Regions from separate parts of the Mus musculus genome. Here region 2 is linked to region 1. A link is a contact called in public Hi-C data. All regions are on one chromosome and are shown on one strand. The core of a region is the stretch at or near the end of the contact, and the rest is flanking DNA. Distances in the headings are between cores, read along the strand shown.

Evidence for each region. Hi-C and Micro-C count contacts between places; a contact is called where the count stands out from the background.
Region 2: a contact with region 1 is called in a Hi-C map of the N1E-115 cell line, with 6 times the contacts expected there. The contact joins two enhancer-like sites. A contact is called at or near these places in 13 of 484 Hi-C or Micro-C datasets (the AML12 cell line, the HL-1 cell line, the N1E-115 cell line and 10 more).

Annotation. Positions count from the first base shown.
Region 1 is chr7:143,150,319-143,156,517 of GRCm38.p6, forward strand. The region is part of intron 2 of Kcnq1 (potassium voltage-gated channel, subfamily Q, member 1); the gene reads left to right. Among named protein-coding and RNA genes, the nearest start is that of Gm28821, 13 kb to the left of the region's middle. Within about 2 kb of position 3,718, at least 105 of the 459 cell types and tissues checked have an H3K27ac peak or open chromatin away from gene starts, as enhancers often do. A contact at or near this core is called in the N1E-115 cell line, where this site is marked.
Region 2 is chr7:143,263,211-143,269,409 of GRCm38.p6, forward strand. All of the region lies in intron 11 of Kcnq1 (potassium voltage-gated channel, subfamily Q, member 1), which reads left to right. It overlaps Kcnq1ot1 (KCNQ1 overlapping transcript 1), which reads right to left. Exons shown (of 1, transcript NR_001461.5): 1 at 1-6,199. Among named protein-coding and RNA genes, the nearest start is that of Kcnq1ot1, 30 kb to the right of the region's middle. Within about 2 kb of position 2,806, at least 8 of the 459 cell types and tissues checked have an H3K27ac peak or open chromatin away from gene starts, as enhancers often do. A contact at or near this core is called in the N1E-115 cell line, where this site is marked.

The DNA.
Region 1 (6,199 bases), core at 2,468-4,967:
GATCTGGTAGATATGAGTCCCTGAAACAGGGCTAGGATCCACTGAAGCAACTGAGGCAGACCCTGTTCTGTGAGGGCAATCAAGAGCCATGAGGGTAGACACCCCATGTATCACCATTCTCTGCTGGGCCAGATGTGGCCTTTAGAAGCAATGCTGATGGATCTATGATGCTTCTGGGAAGATGGGTGGAGGCCAGCATGGCTGGGACTATGGGGACAAGATAGCAACAGGTGGTAAAGCCCAGAATGGTGCAGCCTAGTGTCTTTCTGCTTGGGTGCACTTGTGTTTGCTTTCTGTGATGGGATGTTCCCTACCCTTACAGGGAACAAGGGCCACATTTAGCTGCCCTTCACCTTCTGCACAGGGGGTCTTAGGTGTTTCTCAGTGTTATCTATATACAGCCTCTGTCAGCTGGGCAGCTTGTCCTGCTAAGTCTTGAAGCACAGTGGTGGCTGCTCAGCCACACCCTTTTATCTTGTGTCCACTTTATCTTTCCTTTATGGCTTCTAGAGACTGAGCCACAGGAAAGATCCTTTTCCTGGATTATAGAGCTCTCTGGTCCTGGCCTGAGTGTGGTGGGTGCCTTCTTCCTCAAGTTTGAGTATTCACGTGTGATACTGTCAATGGCTTTTAGGAGTCTCCAGGGAAGCATGAGGCAGGCACTGCTCTGTTCCATCCCTGCTGCTCATCCCAACGGCCCCCTTTCCCAAAACTCCATAGGACACGTGTTTTCACTGTAGACCAAATCAAACATGAGGCTTGCCTGGTAGTACCTAGTTCTCTACAGGCCACTGGAGGGTTCATACCCTACAGTGAGCTCTGTAGCAAAATTCAGGGGCACCTGGCAAATTTCTTGTTCCTTACTCCCATCCCAAAAGTCAATGCATTCAATCCAGGGCACACCTGGTACCAAGTATTAACTATGATGGCTGTGGTGCCAGCCAGCAGTGTGCCTACCTCTGGGGTTGGGATGTCACTGTGGTTTAGGCACATGTGGTTTAGGCAGCTGCTAACAGACAGTAACAAGCTGTGATTGGAAGTTGTGGTCACTAGAGGGCGACTTCTCTTCTGAAGTTTTCTGGGACTTTTCAATGTGGGCCTTAGCCTATGATGTCCCCACACTTAACAGAGGTGCCAATTCCTGTACCTATGGTTCCTGGGCTTCAAGTCGGGGTCAGGGCCTCAAGTTTTTCCAGAAGCAACATCCAGCCAGTCTGCCTATTCCCTAGTTGGTTCCATGTGGCTGGAAAGATGCCACCAAATCTTAGCTGGCATCTCTCTGTGATGTGTTAGCTGATTAGCCTCAGTTTCCTGGATGACACCCCTTAGTCCCAGAGTATAATCTTTCAAGACCTGTCTGATGGAGCTCTTAGATATGGTTGGGGAATTTCACATGGCCCTTGTATTCCCTTATAGAACCAAGGTGGGGAAGAGGGCCCTGGGTTCCTTAGTTTTATGTGTGATGCTATCCCCACAGGTTCCTGTCAGAATTGTTCCCTTGCCCAGTACAGAGGTGGCTGCTACACGGATGAGGTCAAGTCTCTGGATATGTTATGAGAGGACATAGCTCCTGGTTACTGCTGAGGGGAATGGCCCAGGTTCTTTTCCAGAGAACTAGGTTTCTGTAGTTCTTAGTTTGGGACTTGGTCTGGAGAGCCTGGGCCAAAATGGCTCCTATGCTGAGAAGGGCCTGTGTGTCAGAACATTCCCCTGGGAGGCCTCCCAAGTACAAGTCTATATATGCACTTACGTGAATGTATTCACATATGCACAGACCCATGTATTCAAATGGACACATTCCTATATATAGCTGTGTCTTCAGGTAAGTGTGTGTTTTGTCTGAGCATGTGTGAGAGTGTAAGTGGACATTTACATGTGTAATATCCATATTAGGCCTTGTGCTTGGTTTTGTGTATTCTTGTGCACTTGTGAATGAATGCATTGTATTGTGTATCTTCATGTGTAGCTATGTTCATGCCTACGTGTAGATGGTACTGTATGTTCATGTGTCAACACATGTTCACATGTGTGTGGGCCTGTGAATGCACCTACTCCATTTCTCATCTGGTAGCTCCAGACTTGGGGTGGTTACCCCAGTAATTTTTGGCTTAGGCTCCCTTTCCTGGTGGCTTCTGCTGCCTCCCTCAGGCCAGGCTCTTTCTGGGGCCTGCTTGCCATCTTGTGGCTACTTTTGGAATTGTGAACACAGATCCAACAACCCTAAAGCAAAGGCAGGCGTGGGTGGGACCCACCCCTCCTCCATTCCCTCAGTGTGAGCGGGTCCCCACTCCCAAGGCAGCCCCTCCCCAGTCTGTTCTGCTTCCCAGAAGTGGCTCTTTGTCCACCACTGTGAGGGCAGTGACCTCATTACCTCTTTTGTCCCCTTCTCGTTCCCTGGACCCTCCCTGCCCCACAACAGCTAAGAAGAGATTTTATAGGACAAAAACCTGAGTGTCCCAGACGCTCCCTGGGTGGTTTGGGATAATTTCCAATTTCTCCCTCATGGTCTTCAGAGTGTCACACATTTAAGCATACACCCCCCCCCATCTCCAAACCTCCCTTCCCTCCCCATCTCTCCCTCCCAACTGCCTCAGGACCTTTGCACAAACACTATATATATCCAGCAGGGTTGCTTTCCTACTATTAGGACTGACCTCCGGTCAACGCTGCACACTCCCTTCTGGAACTCCCCTCTGCTCTTTTCTGGGCAACCTGGATGTGATGATGGGCTTCTTTGAGTAGGCTCACATCTCTTTCACACTTTTCTACTATGCAGAGGGAGGCTCAACACCCCGGCTGCTCAGAGTGTATATATGGAGTAGGATACAGAACCCCCTTCTTTTTAAGTCTTGTTCCCAGGCATGCCCCCTAAGGATACAATGATACCCCTGAACCTCAGTGTCTCCAACTGTAAAGTATAGGGATGAAAGTATAGTTGGCTTTAGTCTTAACCTCCCCATTTGGCTTTGCCACATTATTTTAAAGCCTCTCTCTCCCTGCCGCCTCCTGTGTGTGTGTGTGCTCGAAATGCCCACAGAATCCAGAAGATAATGTGGCAGATCCCCTAGAGATGGAGTAACAGACGATTGTGAACAGCCCAACATGCGTACCCAACCAAACTTAGAACCTCTGCCAGCGTAGCAAGGGATCTTAACTGCTGAGCCATTGTCTGTCCCCAACTTTGCCATGTTCGTAAGCTGTATCCTCACATGCTAGCCTTTAGAGGCCATACCTTCCAGGATTTGAGCTGGCTGTGTCTAGTGGCTTACTTCAGAGTCATGACCATGGTGTTGGGGAAGCAGATGTGAGGCTGGCGTGTGTCCAGCCTGGACATATGGACCAGTGAAGAAGTGTATGGCTCAAAGGACCTTGTATATAGGGTGGTGATATTTTCCTAGAAGACATGATGATTGGTCAAAGGGTTAGGTAAGGAGGAGTTGTGTGCTGTTGCAGATGGCTCATGGCCTCCGAAAGGTGCATGTGTCCTAGGCCCACGCAGATATCATGGTTGTGGATTCCAGGCCTCTAGGGTGAGAATGGCTGTTGGAGCCTCAGGCTGGGGGACATAGTGTAGAATGCAGCTGCTACATGCTGTGGACGGGAGTTGGGTGAAAAACAAAGATGTTTATTTCAGCCTTTGAGCTAAGGACAGGGCAGCCTCTGACGAGCTGTGGAGACACCAGGTGGCGCTCTTGTAACACACATTCCAGCAGCCCTTGGGCCGAGCCCAGAGTGCCGAGCGCGGGAGCCCAAACCACAGCCCGCGGTGCCCCACGGGGGCCCAGGGCAAGGGAGCTCTGTGAGGGATTCTGGGAGCACATTGGGTAAATGGTGGAGAAGAAGTCACGCGAGGCTGTGTTCCCCAACCCCAGCGCCGGTACTCCTGCCTCAGCGCCTGGCTTTCGTGGTGCCAGAGCCCTGTTATCTCAGCCAGGGCCAAGGAAGCCAGGCGGCCTCCGAGGGATTAAGCATTCTGCTGAGCCAGGCATATTCTGTGGGTCTGAAAAGCTGTTCTTGGAGAAAACTGGGCCCTGCCAGGCCAGGGTCTGGCTAGAACTTTGATCAGGGGTGTTATAGGTGTGCTTGGCCTTGAAACTTGTTTGTGGCCCCAAGGAGGACACCCCCCCTCCCGCCGCCCAGCCCCCAATCCGGCCTCTGAATCTAGAGCAAGCTGTATGTACATCTGTAGACGTGGCGCACATGTGTGTGCACGCCGTGTACGTGCAAGTCTGCTGAATGTGCATGCACGCCGCCAAACCCACCCACCCCTCCTTGCAATAGGAGACCCTGGCCAGGCCCAGGTGCAGGGCTGTTTTTTGTCTCTCAAACCCCAGCTTGTTTTCAAATCCCACACAAAGACAGCTGCATTGAAAAAGTCCTAGCACACACTCCAGCTCCGTGAGCCCCACAGCCCGCATACCAGGGAACTGTCCCGCCATGCCTGCGGTTAAAACCCGTGAGCCGCGCGGCCGGAGGCCTGGGGGATGAGGTCATCTCTCCAGTTTCCTCCCTTACTGTGAGGCTCCCTGGCCCCGCAGGGGCGACCCACCTCCCTGCAGCTGGACCCTTCCTGGCCCGCCCTTGCTTTCTGTAACTCTCTTGGCAGGCCTCAGTTTCCCAGGGGCAAAATGAGATCCGGTGGGCTCTCTGAGCCCTTAAAACAGCCCTTGCTGGGTCCTACTTTCAAGTGGAACAGGGTCAGCTCCCCAGGTCCCAGACCCTCGTTCACACTCAGCAGGGCCTCACATGTTCTTGCATTCGTTTTCACACCCTTTCCTGCCAGTGGAGACTTTATTGGCGTTAAATTCAGCGCCTAGCTTCATGTCTTGGTGCTGTGTCTAGGTTTTGCTTTGGTTTAGTTTGTTTTCACGGTCTATCTGTTGTAGAGCTTGCTCTTAGCTCTCCATCTTCTGTTGCTTGGAGTCACAGCGGGTGTTCTGTTTTTTTGGCTGAGACACGCCTTGGGTTGTACCTAGTGTACCGTTGCTGCTTGCACTGTATTTGGCCATGTGTCCCACTGCCTGGTCTGTTGTTCTGTCTGAGATCTCTTATGGGGGCATTAATATCACACCTGTTAGCTGCACTCGTGAGAGTCAGTATGCTTACTCTATCCCTGTCCCTGAAGACTAGTTTGCAGCCGAGGGAAGAAGACTTCTGCAGGTTGAGTCACTGCTGCAGCAGCACAAGGTCAGGAGACCAGCAGGGAGCTTGAGTTTTCCACCACCAAGCCCAAGATCTGACTTCCTGTGGGGCCCCAGCCCCCTGCTTGGAGAGATCTAGTTCTCAGGGCTCTTTAGAGATGCTGTCCAGCTAACCGTGTACCCAGTAGTGTTGCCAGCTCTCTCCTGGGCTCCTGGGTCCTCTGAGGAAACATTGTGTCCCTCTCAGGACTAGAACTTACTTTCTTTCTTTCTTTTTTTTTTTTTTTTTTGTTTTTTGTTTTTTGTTTTTTGTTTTTCGAGACAGGGTTTCTCTGTATAGCCCCGGCTGTCCTGGAACTCACTTTGTAGACCAGGCTGGCCTCAAACTCAGAAATTCGCCTGCCTCTGCCTCCCAAGTGCTGGGATTAAAGGTGTGCTCCATCACTGCCCAGCTGGACCAGAACTTTCTACGTCCTCAGCACACAAGGTTCCTATTGCCCCAGCTGTCATTTTGCCACTTTAAAAGATATTCCCCACGAGATGCCCACCTTTTTTGATTGAGTTGTTTTCTCCTACATTCATTGAGGAAGAGAGTAGCTGTGAAGCTCCAACTGTGTTTCAGGCTGTGTGCTAATGGGACAAGGGCTTCAAGTTCCTACCCAGAACTCACACCTTGGGGTCCTGTAGACATGGAAGCCACATGCCATCTGCGTGTAGTCCCTGGAGGGCTGTTGGGGATAATGGAACAGACATGGGCTCAGCTCTGCTTGTAGCCCCCAGGGCATCCAGAGGCTTGGGGGACTTGGGGGTACTCTCCCGAACTGTTGGTGCCTCTCTCCAGGAAGACAGCTGCTCTGTGGCTTAGTCTAGGTGGGAGGATGTCACACCTAGTCTGGGGATGGGTGGGTGACATGGGTGAATGGATGGGGCTGGGCTGCTTCTAAGGACCTCAAGATCTCCAAGCTGTGCAAAAAAAGTCCCACTGGTTGGGCACAGAGCTTATATGTCCTGCTGGATTGCTAGAAATGCCTGCTATGTTGGGGCGCAGCAAAGCCTTT
Region 2 (6,199 bases), core at 1,556-4,055, 110 kb after region 1:
GAATGATGCTTTCTTGGTCTCTATAGGCCTAGTGTGTCACCATCTTTCCAGGTACCACAGCTCTTCTCAGGCCAGCACTCCTGGAACCTGAGTAGGTGGACAGTCTTTATCCAGTCAAGTCTCTACCCAAGAACACACCAAGACTCTTTCTAGGCCAACTTATTCCAAATGCAGCAGCTGGGAACAAGCCAATCTAGGAAGGTGGGAAAGGAGGAAAGGAGGAGCCCACGGTGGGGCTGAGTTAAAAGACCTAAGGTAGAGATAGAGAGATCATAGGCTTAAGCAAAAAATATAATCTGGTCAAAGCAGAGTTGGAGTCAGGGTTGAGGCATCTAAGAATTTAGACACCCACATCTGTAGAAGTCTAGTGCCATCCTTGGTGGAAGTCCTAGCAGAGAGCATGACCATAGGCCTGGTGTGTGTCTGGGTCCTAGAACCTGATGTGCTCCCAGGACTACTGGCCTTACCAAGACCCCTCCCCATTCTAGGGGAGCAGATAGGCCATCATGGGTACTGTGTAAGGGGCCCACGTGCCCACACCAGGGCTGCATTCCTTTGCCTCTTGCATAGTCAGCCTGTTGATTGATGTCTGTAATTAAGCTAGGCTCCAGCAGCTCACTGATGCAGCATGGCTCCTGTGGGCAGCTGGCCCTATGAACCTACACTGAAAAAAGAGGCACACACCCTCGTACGTGTCTACCAGGGACAGAGATGTGTACTAGGGTCTTGCAGGGAGCAGAGTGGGTGGGAAGCAGTTGCAGAAAAACAGATCCATTTTTCTTCAGCATTTTACTGATGTTAAATGTATTACCATGCTGGGCCAGTTCCAGAATTCAAATTAAAAGCATAAATAAAGACACATTTTGTTTCCATCTCAAGCTCTCCCCGCCCAGGGGCCCTAGGGAGGTGAGGTCACTGTAGCCTTGATTATGGGAAGGTCCCTGGGGCTGGGTGAAGCTCCTCTTTTCAGAGCCGGTTGGCCACTGATAGTTTGGGGACAGAGAGGCCAAGGTGCAGGCCTATTGAAAACCAGAGAGGTAAATAGGGAAGGATGCTGAGAAGACAATATTGCTTCTCTGACCCCAGCTCAACAGGCACGTACCAGCAGCTCCTCAAGTAAGCCCCAGGCATCGTCCAGATCTGGATATCTGGGCCTCGGTGTTGCATACATATTTCAGTCAGATGCTGTCTTCCTGGTTCTAACATCACTGGAAGGGAGCCCTGTACTCCTCAATCTCCCTCAACATGAATCCTCTATCTAAAGCCTTGCTCCAGACTTCTAAGGGCCACGTAGGAAATAGAGACCCACTGCCACGAGAGATGGGGAGTATCTTTACAACTAATAGGGCAAGTCTCCAGGATTCTGCTTACTGGGATTAACTGGCAAGGGCTCATTTGCATCCCACCAGCTGGAATGTCCTTGTCGGTCCTGTAGCCATCAGAATTGCACATCTTTCCAGTGTCTACTCAGTCCTCCCTTTCCCCAGGAATGCCTCTCACATCATCTTGAGGCTATCATCAAAGCTCCCTGATTCTAGCCTGGGTCAGGCAAGCAGCAGAGTGTTGTGGCTGCTCATGGCCACTCTTTTTCCAGCACTCCCCAAAACTCCAGGATGAAAGAACCCTAAGATTGCCAGTCCTACTCTGACACAGAAAGCACATCATTAGCCTTGCCTGAAATGAAGCAAGGTCTCCAGGTACGTCCCATAGATGCCGAGACATACACAGGGCCCAGGACATGAGCACCTATAGCTCAACGCTAAAGAAGCATGTCTGGGTTTGACCTCAGTGAGCTTCTCCTACAGCCACTTCACCCCACCCTCCAGCCGATGAATCAATCAGAACTTGTCTGGAACCATTGCCCCATCCGTTGCACAAGGATATCTAAGATGAACATCCCCAAATGCCAAGCCTACCACAAGCACAGCAGCCTATAGCTCAGCCTGGCTCTGCCATGTAGTTTCCCTAAAGGTTTCTTCCAAGAGGTTGGTTCCTGAGCCCTCAGACTTTTTTGATGTGACATTTTCAACTGGAAGCCTCAACATTTATTTACTAACCAGCCTGCCATCCCACTCTGGGATGACATTCAGGGGCCACCAGTTTACCAAGATGGGTGGAGAAAAGTCTAGAGGACAGAGGGAAAGTAAGAATACAGGCTAGGACATTGCAAGAATCCCACCAGGTGCCCACAAGCACCTCCCGGGCGAGCATGTGCTTGCCGGGCCTCTTTTGACATGACAGCTTCAAAAATCTTTGAGCAAAACCAGCCCCTCGTGCGTTAATTAGAATTTCCATGTCTTCAACTTTCTCCTGGACCCTGCAGAATCTCACGCCAAGACGTTCGAGTTTCTCTTTTCCAGGGAGGCCCGCTGTGGCCTGGCTTTCATCCACATCACTACTAATGTCTCCTGAATTCTGCGTTTGTCAGCGAGGCTGGGGCCAGCCTATGCCTTCTGGAAGGGGAGCATTAGTGGACTAGGGGGCTAGCTCTTCTGATGGGACTGCTTTGCCTGGGATATTCAGGGCCTGGAGACAATCAGGGCCTGCTGTGGTACCTCAGTGAGCACCCATTTCTCTTACTTGGCTTCTCAACCTGCAAATGATGATGGGAGAAGATGGAGGGGCCATGTTGGGGGCAGTGTCCAGGAGGATAGGGAAGGGGACTTGTCAAGAACAGATGAGACCAGTTTGTCTTTCCAGACTAGTGTCCTGTCTTCTGTGAATATCCAGACCACCTCTGTCTGCATAAGGTGCCAAAGAAGCCCCATGAGAGCCCTCCCGGGAGGGCTGTGCAAGGCTGTATGAGTCACAGGATCCCTGTCAGAGCCCCACAAGGCCCCGGCCAGGCTCAAACCCGTCTCTGAAATGCACGGGGGATTAAATGTTCTCCTAATTAAATTAAAAGCGAGGCGGAGTGGCTCAGTGGCTCAGTGGGAAAGAGAGGGACTGGGAATCGAATGCCCTCAATCTGGCTCCCAGCCTGCACTGGCCCAGCTATAGGCAGCCCCCAGTGCCCCTAACCTTCCCTAGTTTCACTTCCTTCATCTAAGCACATGAAAAGGGATGCAGCAACCTCCTAGAATTGTTCTGAGGGAGACAGAGAAGCCAGGGAGAGTAGTGTGACAGTACATACTACACCGATACCATAAAAGAAAGGTACTCTGAAAAACAGAGAGAGCCCCTCAAATACATCTTCTGTTTGCTTTGCCTAGAGCTGGAAGTGGAAACTGAACAATAGGGACTGCTGGTGGTCTGGTCAGGGGTACTGGAGTAATATATCCTTCTAAACAAGGTGGTAGTCAGGCGGCAAGGCCAGTCCCTCTGGGCTTGTACCGTGTTGTGTCTCTACTAAAGCTCAGAAAATACTGTCTTCTATAGAGCACTGGGTTACAAACTTACTTATAGTAGAAAGGGAACACATCAAAAGAGTAACGTATACAGATTTCCAGTACAAACCTACTGCATTCTCCCTACCTGAGAGCCAAGCATCCAAAGAAAGCAGTAGAATCCCCAGGGAGTCCCCTAGATCCCATTTCCTATCATGGACACACCAAGAACAAACCATAAGCTCACTTCCCAGCACAACAGCCTTCTTTGCCCGAGTTTGAAATCTACATGGCTAGATCGCACACGGCACACACATGTATCTGGCACTTTCATTCACTCTGATGTCTGAGAACCACCCACCCCTCCCAGTGAGGCTGAAGAAAACAGTGGTCTCGGGAGCCTTTTGATCGTTGACACTCTGTTCTGAGTGGCCTGTGATTTGCTCTTTCATTCTACTACCCATGACCACTGGGCAGATCTGGGTAGTGAGTTACTAAGAATATTCTACATATATGTGTCTGGTAAAAGTTATGGCTATCTCTGCTAATTGTATGCCGAGAAGTGCTGGGTCATTGCGGGATCAGCTGTTTCCCATGGCAGTCACCCCAACTTTTACCCCTGCTTGGCAGCATGTGAATATTCCACTTTTTTCCACATCCTCACACACACTTGGAATTTTTCACTATTTCCTTTTTAGCCATCCTGGCTTCTCATAACATCAGAGTGGTATCTGTAATTTGCAGTGAGCTAAGCCCCATTCTATATTCTCATTTCTTTATAGATCTCTGTAAGACATCTATATCCTATACTGAGAGCTGTTCTTCTTCAGGCACAAGTTTATCTCTCTCTGTCCTGGGTGTTCTTAAGTGTGAGTCATTTGTCAGATACACAGATACATGTATTGTAAATACTGCCCTGCTTGCGGACTGTCCTGCCCCCTCTTGGTGTCTTTTGATGAACAGAAGGTCTTAATTTTAACATGGTCCAGTTAATCAAACATTTCCTCTCTGGATAGTGCTGTTTATGTCCTACTTAAGAAACTTTGACTACTCCAAGGTCATAAAGATATTCTGGTTTGTTCTAAAGCTTTAAAAGCTCACCTTTCACATGTAGATCTGCAGTCCATCTGGAATCGATTTTTGTGTCCTGTGTGAAGTCAAGGTCAAGATAAGCTTTTTCCTCCACTTGGACATCCAGTCTGATACAGCACCATCCTTCTCCCACTGCCCTGTCATATCAGTGTCACTATAAATCAGCTCGCTGTTGGCATATGGTTATTCTCTGGACTGTCCTCTGTTCAACTGGTCAGCTTTCAGGTTGTTCTCTTTGGCCAGTGTTACCCTTTCATTATCATTGCTGTTTACCAGTAGGACCTGAGGGCTGGGGTATGCAGGCTCCCTCAGTTCTTCCTCATGGCTGGCTTGGCTGGCTCTGTAAGGCCTTTGCTTCAATATATATGCATCAGTTTCTAGGAAAATGTCCTTTGTAATGGCCCTATGAGGGCTCTGCGGAACAATGGCCTGATTGGTTCTCCAGCCATTTCGGTCACCTTCCTGTCCTCTTACTGTAGTTTTCTGCATATGCTTATGGTCTGATGTGGGCTCGCAATAGCTAAGAACAGTGTCTTCCAGGAAGCCCTGGGAAGCTTGCATTTGCTGTGGGCTCACAGTGGCTACGGACCATCTTTCAGGAAACCCTGGCAGGCTTGGGTCATCCAATCCTGCTCACAGGACCCTAAAGCAGTTTTCTTAATGTCTATGAGCTACAGTTCTCTTTGTGTATTAACACATTTAGAATGTATCTTCCTCTGTTGGTATATACATTTTAGCAAATGTGGACAGGTATCCAGTCATATACCTGACTTGGGGAACTACTTGAGAAAGTATAAAGTATCCCTTTGTGACTGGAGACCCCATAAGGTTTTGCTTATTTGACCTGACAGCTTTAAAAACTGCCAGGTAATGATTTTCCATGGGCTACAAATGGGTCAGGCTGCATCCCAAGTGCTGTCCTAAACAGGATAAAATTAGACTTAAGAGGACTGAGCTCTGGGATGATCTGGAATATGTAGCAGCAGGGGAAGGCTACAAGTCCTGACTAAAGCCTGAAGTAGCTGGGGAAGGGGCTTGTGAGCTGTTTTGACTCCTATAATTAGAGATACAAGCAGGAGACTAGCACCCATAACTCTGATGAGGAAGTCGGACATGGGATCCAAGGACTGTGCCTTTGGCAGTTAAAGGTTCCTCTGTGTGCTTCAATATTTGGTCCCATCATCATTGGGCTGACTTGCTTACTCAAAAGCACCTACCTTCAGACAGACTAAGGAGAGGGGTAAGTTTTATATCCTGCTTTCCTTTGGCCCTGCAAGTGATAGGAAGCAGGCTCTCTGTTGAAAAGATAAACCCAAATGTAGCCACAGTATTTACAAACTAGTTTTTCAGTGCTAGCCTGTGCTGCACTTCTGGTGCTAGAGTTGGTGATGGTATAGTTAGCTGATATACATAATGTATATCTGTGTAAGCTGGAGAACTTAGTGGGTCAGTGTTCAGCTTCACAAAAGGGGACAATAAAGGTTCAGGAAGGGCAGAAACTTGCTACTATCACACAAGAAATACTGGAAGAGCCAGGCTCATTCTAGGACACACTGTCACTGGGGGCCTACGTCTCCTTTGGTGAAGGTCAGGTTGAAGTCCTGAGAGTAAGTAGTAAGCTGGCACTCTCAGTAATACGTGAGAGTTTATGACCATTGGTAGATTTGAACAGTCCATGGTGGGTTTGGGCACTGGTCATCTGATCACCTTCTGCCATGAGAATTCTGTGAATTCAGCCTGTTAAGTATACCGTGATTGACATTGCCACATAAGGAAGCCAG